Linked DNA regions of Sus scrofa: regions 2 and 3 are each linked to region 1. Evidence: chromatin contacts called from public HiChIP or PLAC-seq data. All regions are on one chromosome and are shown on one strand. The core of a region is the stretch at or near the end of the contact, and the rest is flanking DNA. Distances in the headings are between cores, read along the strand shown.

Region 1 (3,358 bases), core at 99-2,598:
CTGAAAAGGATTATTCTCATCTCTGTTTAATAGATTGGGCTTTTTTGGTCAGCCTCCCAGAACTTTCAATGAATCTACAGTCATTGGTGCAGAACAATCAGAGTTTTAAGTACATCCTAGAAAGGATGTGGTGCGGCTCAAGATGAATTAACGTGAATTTAATCCACAATTTTCAGCAAGTAATATGCTTTGCTTCTTTCTTAAAACAGAGTATGGGTTTTGAAGGGCTTCAACTTACTGTCACTTTGGTTCACATGTGTAACGTAGGTTGACTAAGCCATAGTCCTTCAGAGAGCAGTGTGGTTTTGTGCTTCGTTAGTGGGGCTATGTATACCACAATTCTTTGTCAACACAATTTTCAGGAGATTTTATCTCTCTGCCCCAGATATTCCCCCCGCCCCATGCTTGGTTGTTCAGTTTCCTTAGGAATTTTGTTTTGGACCTGGCTCTTTTGACTGATTCTTAAGGGTCTGTGTATAGCGTGGAGAGCAGGTATCTTCGGTCTGAGATATAAGAGCTTGATACCTTATAAATTGTTTCTTCCTAGACGATAGGAAAGAGAAACTCATTGTTTGTACTTGAACTCTTATCTGCACCTGCCAAAAAAATATAAAGCATGTTAGACACAGGGTTCCTCATCTGTGGATTCAACCAACTGTGGATCATGAACCTTAACTGGTTGAATACGTGGATGTGGAACCTGCAAATTCGGAGGGCCAACTATGAGACTTGAGTACCTCGTGGACTTTGGAATCGACCACGGATCCAGGAACCAGTCTCCCACAGATACCGAGGTATGGTGGTAACCTATAAAATATCTATGATTATGTGTCATTTCCTACAAAAGGAAGACATAGATCTTCAGCTCTGCCTCTCCAATCTCATAACTTCGAATGCCAAGAGTTGGTCGAAGCTTAATATCCTGAAGTATGTGCATCGTCGCAGATTTACTTTACTTAGGGAACGCTGGCTGACCTGAGCAAAAAGAAAACCTCCCTCTCAAAAAACAACAAAACCCACCATCTCCCTGCAATCCCTAAGAATCCTTCTTTCAGTTTCATTAGAAGAGGGAGGTGGAGGTCCCTGGACTTCCGGCCCCTGGGAGGCCTTCCTCTGTTCAGCGGCTGAGGGAGCCAACTGCAGATTTAGGAGGGAAAGCACAGGAAGAGGTTTGGTTTTCTGAGCCTGAGGGGAATCTCCCCCACTGGGAAGGCAGCCTTTCGAAACTCAAACTCGCTGGGTTGGGCCCAGGATGTCCACGTGATGGGAATGTTCCCATGCTCCTAATCTCCTGACTGCTCCTCCGCAGAAGCTCACCTCCACTTCCTCTTCTGTCCCCTCTCCTTCCCTTTCCGTCCCCTCTACAAAGCCTCTCAGGAGGGACTTTCCACTCCCACAGGCATCACTGTCTCATGACCCAGGCTCCTGCCAGTCACATAGACTTCCAGGGGATATTAAGCTGCAGTAGTTCCTGAAAGCTAAATAGTGACCGCCTAACTCTCAATCCTTTTATTTTTTTATTGAACTATAGTTGATTTCCAGTGCTGTCTTAGCTTCAGGCATACAGCACAGTGATTTGGTTATACATACATATATCTGTACTTTTTCAGATTCTTTTCCCTTATAGGTTATTACAAAATATTGAGTAAAGTTCCTGGTGCTATACAACAGATCCTTGTTCTATTTTATATATAGTAGTGTGTATATGTTAATCCCAAACTCCTAATTTATCGGTCCCTCCCCCCATTCCCCTTTGGTGACTCTAAGTTTGTTTCTTGTGTCTCTGAGTCTCTTTATGTTTTATAAGTTCATTTGTATACATATTTTTTAAAATTTAGATTCCACATATAAGTGATGTCATATGGTATTTGTCATTGTCTCACTTCACTTAGTATTATAATCTCTAGGTCTATCCATATTACTGCAAATGGCATTATTTCATTCTTTTTAATGGCTGAGTAATATTCCATTGTGCACCACATCTTCTTTGTCCATTCATCTGTCAGTGGACATTTAGGTTGCTTCCTTGTCTAAGCTATTATAAATAGTGCTGCAATGAACATTGGGGTGCATGTATCTTTTTGAATTATGATTTTTCTCTGGATATATGCTCAGAAGTGGGATTGCTGGATCATTTGGTAGTTCCTTTTTTTTTTTTTTTTTTGCTTTTTAGGGCCACTCCCATGGCATATGGAGATTCCCAGGCTAGGGATTGAATAAGAGCTATAGCTGCTGACCCACAGCCACAACAACGCCAGATCCAAGCCATGTCTGCAACCTACACCACAGATCACGGCAATGATGATCCTTAACTCACTGAGCGAAGCCAGGGATCAAACCTGCAACCTCATGGTTCCTAGTTGGATTCATTTCCACTGCGACAGGATGGGAACTCTGGTAGTTCTATTTTTAGTTTTATAAAGAACCTCCATACTGTTCTCCACAGTGGCTATACCCCTTAATCTTATGGTAACGACACTTGTAAAAAAAATTGGGCTTACCCTCCTAGAGTCCTGGAGGCCAGTGCTTCTCAATCTTCAGTGCCTATGACTTGCCTGGGGAACCTGCTGAAATCCACATTCTGAGTCTGTCAGTCACCTCCATGGCCTGAGAACCTGCATTTCCCACAAGCTCTGAGCAATCCAGGGGACAACCCTTTCACTGGGAAGGTAGAGGGCTCAAGCCATGTCTGATGTGATTCAGCATGTGGCAAGGTTGCTGGCACTCGGTGGGTTTTTGCTGGAAGGGAGGAAGGGAGGGGAGAGACAGAGGGGAGAATAGGAGTTTTCCTTTGGGTAGGTTTTTCCTCTTCTTGACAACATTGGGTAAGACCTTGGTAGTAAACACCACGACAGCTCAGGTGAGGCAGATGTGAACAAAGGCTAATGAGTCTTTTTAAATCCCAGCCTCTCCTGCGAGTTCCCTCCTGGCTGTTCCCAGATGGTCTCGTGGTCCTCAAGGCTTGCCTCCCGTTCAGCACATCCCATGAGATGGGAACCAGGACATCACCGTGCTGGCGAGGCGTGGTCACTGAAGAAAGGAGGCGTTCTGGTCAGGTGCTCTTATCTCAAGCTCGAGGACCAAGTGGTGTGGCTCCATGTCCCTGGAGAGCCTTTGATGGACAGCATTTCCTTTGGAAAGGGATAGAACTTTCAGTTTGCAGAGTTTGTATTAAAGCCCTGAAACCCTTGGTTTACGTCATCACTTGCTCCTCCTAATTTATAAGACAAAATCTAAAATGCTTAACCTCTAAACTGCATCTTGCCTACAGCAAGCAGACTCGTTGGGGGCCTCCTCAGCCATGGTGCAGTTGTGGCCAAAAAATTTTGTGGAGGGAACCAGGGAGATAGGCATGGCC
Region 2 (3,272 bases), core at 281-2,780, 310 kb before region 1:
TAGAACTTTTTATCCATCTACCCAAGACTCTGCCCCAATTTCCTGTCTCTAACCTTGGTGTCAGTTGCTGACCCACTTCTGGCTATTTTTATTTGTTTCCTTGAACACGCTCACGGTGTGATTAGAGTTGACTCTTTGTCAACTTTCTTCTTATCCTCCTGCCATCTGAGTCCCAAAGTGCAGCCCTTCCCACCTCACTCCCAATAATTATGGGTGAGTTCAGAGTCAAAGAACGGCAGGATTTTATTGGCCATGTGACAAAGGAGCGAGCGGCCCCTTTCCTCACCCTGGGAGGCTCGAGACACCAGTGGCCGTTACTTGTGCGCGGAGCTTCTTTGCATCGCCTTTGGTCTCCCTTTCCCTGCTAAGCCCGCAGCCTCCCCTGGGGATGGCAGTTCCATCTCCAGCATCCCAAGGGAGGAGGGGCGTGTGGATGCGGGGGACTCACACCCCGGACAGCTGTGCGGGCGCTTATCTCCGATTACAGCCTGAGTCAGCAGTGGAACCAGGAAATGGACTCAGGGTCCGGCGTGGGATGGAAAGTTGGGTGTATTTACTTTTCTGTTAAAGCAAACTTTGATTTACTCTTTAATAAGTTACCATGAAGGATCTAGTGCGGGAGAAATTTGACTTGGCACCCAAATCTAAGTCACATATTGATAAAGGGAGAGAGGGAACAGTGAGCCTTTTGCGTTTCCCCAGCTTTATCATTAACCCAAAGTTTAGAAATATATTTGCTTTTGGAAGTGTCGGTTTCCAAGTTTTCAAGAAGGTGATAATTCTCTCCTGATGAGGGATCTTGCTATCCTTAGCTGAAAGACGTGCTGCCTGGGGTAGCCCAGGGCACTGTGCAAACCTTGGAGGGGCTGTGTGACCAATTCAGACTGACCTTGACTTCAGATAGGTTTAAGTCTCCGCTCTGCTATTTACTCTGCCACCAGGGGAAATCCCTTTCTTTCTTTGGCCTCCATCTCCTCATCTGGAAAAATTGCGGGGACAATAATCTCTGTTGGAAGATCATTCCAGGATTCAAAAAGGGCCGGTTGGGAGAATGGAAGGTGGTATAGACACTTAGCCTCTAAGAAGTCATGGTTAGGTGTTAAGTTGCTTTATTGTGTGGACTGAAACGTTTCTTTTCTCTTGCCCAAAGTTTCTGCAGGAAGGCACCTACCTGTATGAGATTAAAAAACATGATTTCATCCTCTGCGCTTTAAATTTTTTTTTTTTTTTTTTTTTTTTTAAGGGCCGCATCCATGATGTATGGAGGTTCCCAGGCTAGGGGTTGAATGGGAGCTACAGCTGCCAGCCTACACCACAGGCACAGCAATGCCAGATCAGAGCTATGTCTGCAACCTGTGCAACAGCTCATGGCAACACCAGATTCCTAATCCACTGAGCGAGGCCAGGATCGAACTTGTGTCTTCATAGTTACCAGTCAGGTTTGTTACAGGCGAGCCACAACAGGAACTCCCACTCCTCTCTGCTTTTCCTGCTGGCTTCTACATGCACGGATAGAGCCGCCCTCTAGAGCAAAAGGACATTCTTGCCTCACTGCTGCTAGGGACCCAGATCCTGGGAGTGGCCAGGGGTGAAGGTTTCCTCTCCTTTTTGCTGACAGCACTTCCTCATTAAATGCAGCCATCTGCAGAAAGGAAAGAAAAAAAAAAAAAAAAAAAAAACTCAAGAAGAGAAAGGCACCAAGGACCCTTCTCAGATGTCTCCGATGGTCTTTGGGGATGAGTTATTTCTTTGCACAAAGGGCCCAAGTGTAACTTCTCTGGAGTTCCAACAGGCCTCTCCCGGTGGCTCCTGTAGTAGAGACTCAAGAGGGTGCAGGTCACCTTTTGGGATAAGAGCCTCAAGAGAAAAGGAGAGAAGGGGGTTCCCCCAGGAGGTGAGGGTGCAAAGGTGGGCGGGCCTCAGGTATGTCTTGAGGGGTGCCCTATTTCTGGGGTTTACTGCTTGCACAATTGTTAGCTGCTGGGCCCCAGTCCTCCTACACAGTGGTACGCCTTTCTTTCGGCTCTCGGCGTGAGCTGGGTAGCAGGCTAGAAAGCAGATGGTGGGCCCCGGACTTAAAGGAACGGAGACATTTCTTTCCTCTGAAAGGGAGGAGCTAGGTGCTCGGGGGTCCTTGGGGCGTCAAAAGAGTGACAAGAGAGGGGGACAGAGGTGTCCACAGCCCGGACAAGGGCCCCTCTGGTTCTCTCTCTCTCTGACTGGTCTACAAGGCAGGGCCTGGGAGTGGCATCCACCGACGGGCCACGCTGGGCTTGGGGTGGGGAGGAGTGGTTTTTTCTATGGACTATGGTAATGGACTTCCTGGCAAAGCAGACAGCCTTGGAGGGTGAGGGAGTGGCAAAGAAGGACAACATTCCTGCATCTTTACACCGCCCCCCCCCATCCCCACCTGAACACGGGCCTCCTCCTGCCCAGGCTGTGCAGCCATCTGATGCAAAGAGCTCTAAAGATCCTTGCTGACACCCAGCAGGGTGCGTTCATTCACACCATGAGAAGCCGGTGAGATGCATGGAATTGTGCCCATTTAACAGATGAGGAAATTGAGACTCAGAAAGGGACAGGAACCTCCTGGAGGAAACAGTGGGTCTGGGGGTGGTTTGCACAGGATCTGCCTCCCAAAGGCTAAGAGGAATCCCTTCCCAGGGCTTTGCGTGGTGTGCAAGGTCGTTCTGGGGTGCATACACAGCGCTCCCCTTAAGCTCAGTGGGTCAAACTTAGTGCCATGCAGCAAAACAGAAAGGCGTCACTTTGGAGGGGCCTTGAAGGGCACAGGAGCTGTTTCCAGACTGGCTGGTTTTCTGTGGATGGCTGGGCGTGTGATTTTTAGAGAGCAGTTTGTTTGGAAGGTGGCCCTGGAGGCACATGGTCTCTGTTGGATCCCTGGAACCCTGGCTCCCAGGCAGGCCTGACCTCGGGGACCTGCTGAGGCGTATCCTCGAGAATTTGATGGACGCCCACTTCCAACCCAAAGCTGAGGTCAGGCTCATCTCTGCCCACCAGCTTCTCCAGCTCCAAAGACGAAGCCTCTGGAAAGGGGTGGCGGGGGGGACATCTTAAGTGGAGTCCCGCTGATGTGGCAAAAGTTGGTGCAAGAGGACTCCTTGTCTGGAGTCAGCATGGCCCATCCACGGGGGTCTCCGGAGCCACGGGCACCCCAGGAGCCACCCAGCCTGAAGGAGGGGCCAGCCCAAGGCTTCACCAGAGCTCATGACGGGTCCAGGGGGTGAAGCCAGGGCCCTACGCCTGAGGCT
Region 3 (3,269 bases), core at 693-3,192, 350 kb before region 1:
GATCCCCTTTGAATCTTCCCATGAAAACCTGTATATTTTGGGATTCAAAGTCCCATGAATCTTCGCCTGGCAGAAATGTAAATGTTTGGAGAAGGCTCTGTCTTTTCAAGTTTGAGCCATTGCAGACACCGAGGGATCTGTGGATAAAGGATGGATGATGCAGGCTGATGTTCTGGGCAATTTCTAACTCTGACAAGACACAGATACCCCTCTCCCTCCTCAGGCCCCACATCTCCTGGCACCTTCAATAGACACTCAGCTTCTGGCTCCTTTCTCCCTGATTCTGGCCCGAGCTAACACGGCACAGGGGGCTAGAGGAGATGCCCAGTTGAAACCCAAACAATGATTTATACCATGACTGTTCCTTTGGCCTTTTCAGGTGGGGATGGGGCTGACCTCAGGCTGCTTTGTGAATTTTAAACTCTGCATGTCTGACCCAAATGGACAGCCTGGAAGCATCCTCAGAACAGAGCCCTGTGGCCACTGGATGCCTGAAAAGGAGGATAAGAATGGAGAGAACTTAGGGTCATTGGGATTGTCAGGTGTTGGGTATGAATGCAACCTGTCTGAACCCCTGTTCACCAAAATGGAGGAGATACAGGCCTTCCTTATAACTGAATCACTCTGCTATACGCCTGAAACTCATACAGCATTGTAAATCAACTATACTTCAATTTAAAAAAAAGGGAGTTCCCATCATGGCTCAGCGGAAACAATCTGACTAGCATCTATGAGGACGCAGGTTTGATCCCTGGCCTCGATCAGTGAGTTAAGGATCCCGCGTTGCCATGAGCTGTGGTGTAGGCCAACAGCTATACCTCTGATTTGACCCCTGGCCTGGGAACCTCCATATGCCTCAGATGTGGCCCTAAAAAGACAAAAGACAACAACAACCACAAAAAAAAAAAAAGAAGAAAAAATGAAAAGAAAAAGAAAAAAAGATGGCTTCTTACCTTTCTTGTTCTTGTTCTCCAGTCCAGCCTGTCCACTTGAGTGTCTGCTGATGGCAGTGGGTGGAGGTCCTACACTTGGCTGCTCTTGTTTGCAGCCATGTAGATGCATATCGGGGTGAGGGGAGGAGATGGGGGTGGGGGTGGAAAGGTGGCTGCTGAATGGAGCCCTGGGCTCGGTGTAAGGAGACGAGGTCCATTCTGTGGCCTTTGCCAAACTGTTTCTCCCTTCCAAGGGCTGAGTGGCATGCGGGTACCATCCTTGTCTTTGAAGTGTGAGGAGGTTCAAGCGAGGCTTTTGGCTGGGAGCTGAAGACCACCCTCCAAGTGAGGCTGGTTCTGAGGCTTCAGTGTGAGAGCTGAGAAGGACCAGGCCTGGTCCTGAAACATGAAGGTCCAGAGCCATCACAGACTTTAGTAAGTTAGAGCTGAAATGGATCAAGTATCAACTCCAACTCTTCCACTGGATGGACAAGAAAATTGAATATTAGAGAAGGGAAGTCAACTTGAAGGGTTTTCTTGGACCATTTCAGTAGCCCAGGAGGGCCCTGAAGAGACTCTGTCCTCCATCGGGAGCCCACATCCCATGGGAGGAGCTGGCTCCTAGGACTCCTAACACTTCCTGGACGAGGAGCACCTTGTCTTGCCAAGGCGATGGAGAGTCCTGCCCATTCACATAGCAGAACTGATGATCTGAAACACAAATGGCAGAGCCCAAAGGGCCGCCACTACATGACCAAAGGCCAAAGGCATGGACCAAGGGCAGGATCCGGACGGTTCCACTGCTCCTAATCACTGGGAGGAGTCCCTTGACTTCAAAAGCACAGGGAAGTTCAGGCACCTCTTCCGAGTCCCACAGAATCCAACACGCTCTTAAAGACCACTCTTCCTGGGTTGGCGGGGCCACGAGAAACACATGACACAGACCCCTCCTGGGTGGGCGGGCCCACAAAGAACACGTGACTCGCGGCTGCTGCCTGCTGGAGGGCTCCTTCTCCACAACAGCGCACTCTGGTGGACAGCCCTGGGTGTGGCCAAGACTACAGTTAAAGGCTGTGGCTTTATAGGGAGCGAATAAAGGTTGATGCCTGATGCTTGCTAACAAAATAAGGGGCAGTGCACGCTCTTGACCTCACCCAGAGAGGCGGGGCCAGGGCTGCTCATTGGCTCAGGATGGAGGAGGCAGAATGAAGGAGACGGCAGCAAAGGAGAAACCCAGGCACCAGCCCAGGAGAACTGAGTCCTCTTCTTCCCATGGGTTTGCAGACATACAGGCCCTGTGCTCTCTCTGCTTTGAGACGACTAATGTCCGCAACTCGGATCGTGCAGGGACAACAGGGGAGGGACAGCTGTGTCCTTGCTACTCTGGAATGTTGCAAACACTGCCTCGGACATTTTCTTATTAAATACTTTCCTTTAATAAGAATGGGATGAAATCAACATTTCCCTGCCTGGCAAGGGAAATAATTTATTCTCCACCTCCCCTGACCCCCAAACTTTCCAGGCCCATGATCCTCCCTGGTAAGAACTCTGTGCTGGGACTATTTTCCTTGACATTGATGATACTGAAACCTACGTAAGGAATGACAGCAAAGCATGGGTTCTCCTGTTAATGTCTCCCTTCCTTTCTTTAGTTCACTAGATGTAGTGTGGGGGCTGTTGAAAGAGATGGAGAAATGCCTGTGAAACAGACCCCAGGTGAGGAGGAAGTGGTGTGCGCAGCCCTCGAGTTCTGGACTTGCATCTGATGGAGCCCGGGGGGCGGGGGTTGGGGGGTGGAAGGGCTGAGGACCCACAGAGGAGGGCTGATGGTCACTCACGTATTTGCTGGGAATGTGGGGATCCAGGAGATTCAGTGCTTAGGGTTCTTCCATCTTCCAAAACGCAGACTGTTAAGGGGATGGTTGTGCTCTTTCTAGAAGCAGACTGCACACAGGCATGTGAGGATTTGGACCTGAGACCTTTTCCCCAAGGACCACCTGCAGCTCCCACCAGGAGGGGTTGGGGGGGGGGCTCCCTTGATTCTCTGAACTGGTCAGTTTGGGGAGTTGAATCAGAGGGAATGGCACTGCTCACCCTGGAGTGGGACCAGGACAGGCGGGGGTGGGGGACCCACGAGGACTTTTCTAAAAATAAGCCATTCATGTTTGGACACCATAGAGACCTGGCACTTTGCGCCAAGCCAACTCCATTGGTGCCCTTTGTGGGAAGAAGTCTCTCTTGCCTCTTTAATTTTTTTTCTTTTTTCTTTTTAGGGCTGCACTCGAGGAATATGGAAAGTCCCAGGCTAGGGGTTGAATTGGAGCTGCAGCTGCTGGT

What was found. HiChIP or PLAC-seq counts read pairs in DNA pulled down with a chosen protein or histone mark.
Region 2: an H3K27ac HiChIP or PLAC-seq map of alveolar macrophages shows a contact between it and region 1. The contact joins two enhancer-like sites. A contact is called at or near these places in 1 of 47 Hi-C or Micro-C datasets (skeletal muscle) and 2 of 2 datasets of contacts at active chromatin or transcription factors (alveolar macrophages and skeletal muscle).
Region 3: a contact with region 1 is called in an H3K27ac HiChIP or PLAC-seq map of alveolar macrophages. The contact joins two enhancer-like sites. A contact is called at or near these places in 2 of 2 datasets of contacts at active chromatin or transcription factors (alveolar macrophages and skeletal muscle).

The regions. Positions count from the first base shown.
Region 1 is chr14:56,572,568-56,575,925 of Sscrofa11.1, forward strand. No RefSeq gene overlaps it. Among named protein-coding and RNA genes, the nearest start is that of IRF2BP2, 28 kb to the left of the region's middle. Within about 2 kb of position 1,349, at least 5 of the 83 cell types and tissues checked have an H3K27ac peak or open chromatin away from gene starts, as enhancers often do. A contact at or near this core is called in alveolar macrophages, where this site is marked.
Region 2 is chr14:56,257,886-56,261,157 of Sscrofa11.1, forward strand. The region is part of intron 1 of LOC102158284 (a long non-coding RNA gene); the gene reads left to right. Among named protein-coding and RNA genes, the nearest start is that of TOMM20, 150 kb to the left of the region's middle. Within about 2 kb of position 1,531, at least 13 of the 83 cell types and tissues checked have an H3K27ac peak or open chromatin away from gene starts, as enhancers often do. A contact at or near this core is called in alveolar macrophages, where this site is marked.
Region 3 is chr14:56,224,364-56,227,632 of Sscrofa11.1, forward strand. No RefSeq gene overlaps it. Among named protein-coding and RNA genes, the nearest start is that of TOMM20, 110 kb to the left of the region's middle. Within about 2 kb of position 1,943, at least 5 of the 83 cell types and tissues checked have an H3K27ac peak or open chromatin away from gene starts, as enhancers often do. A contact at or near this core is called in alveolar macrophages, where this site is marked.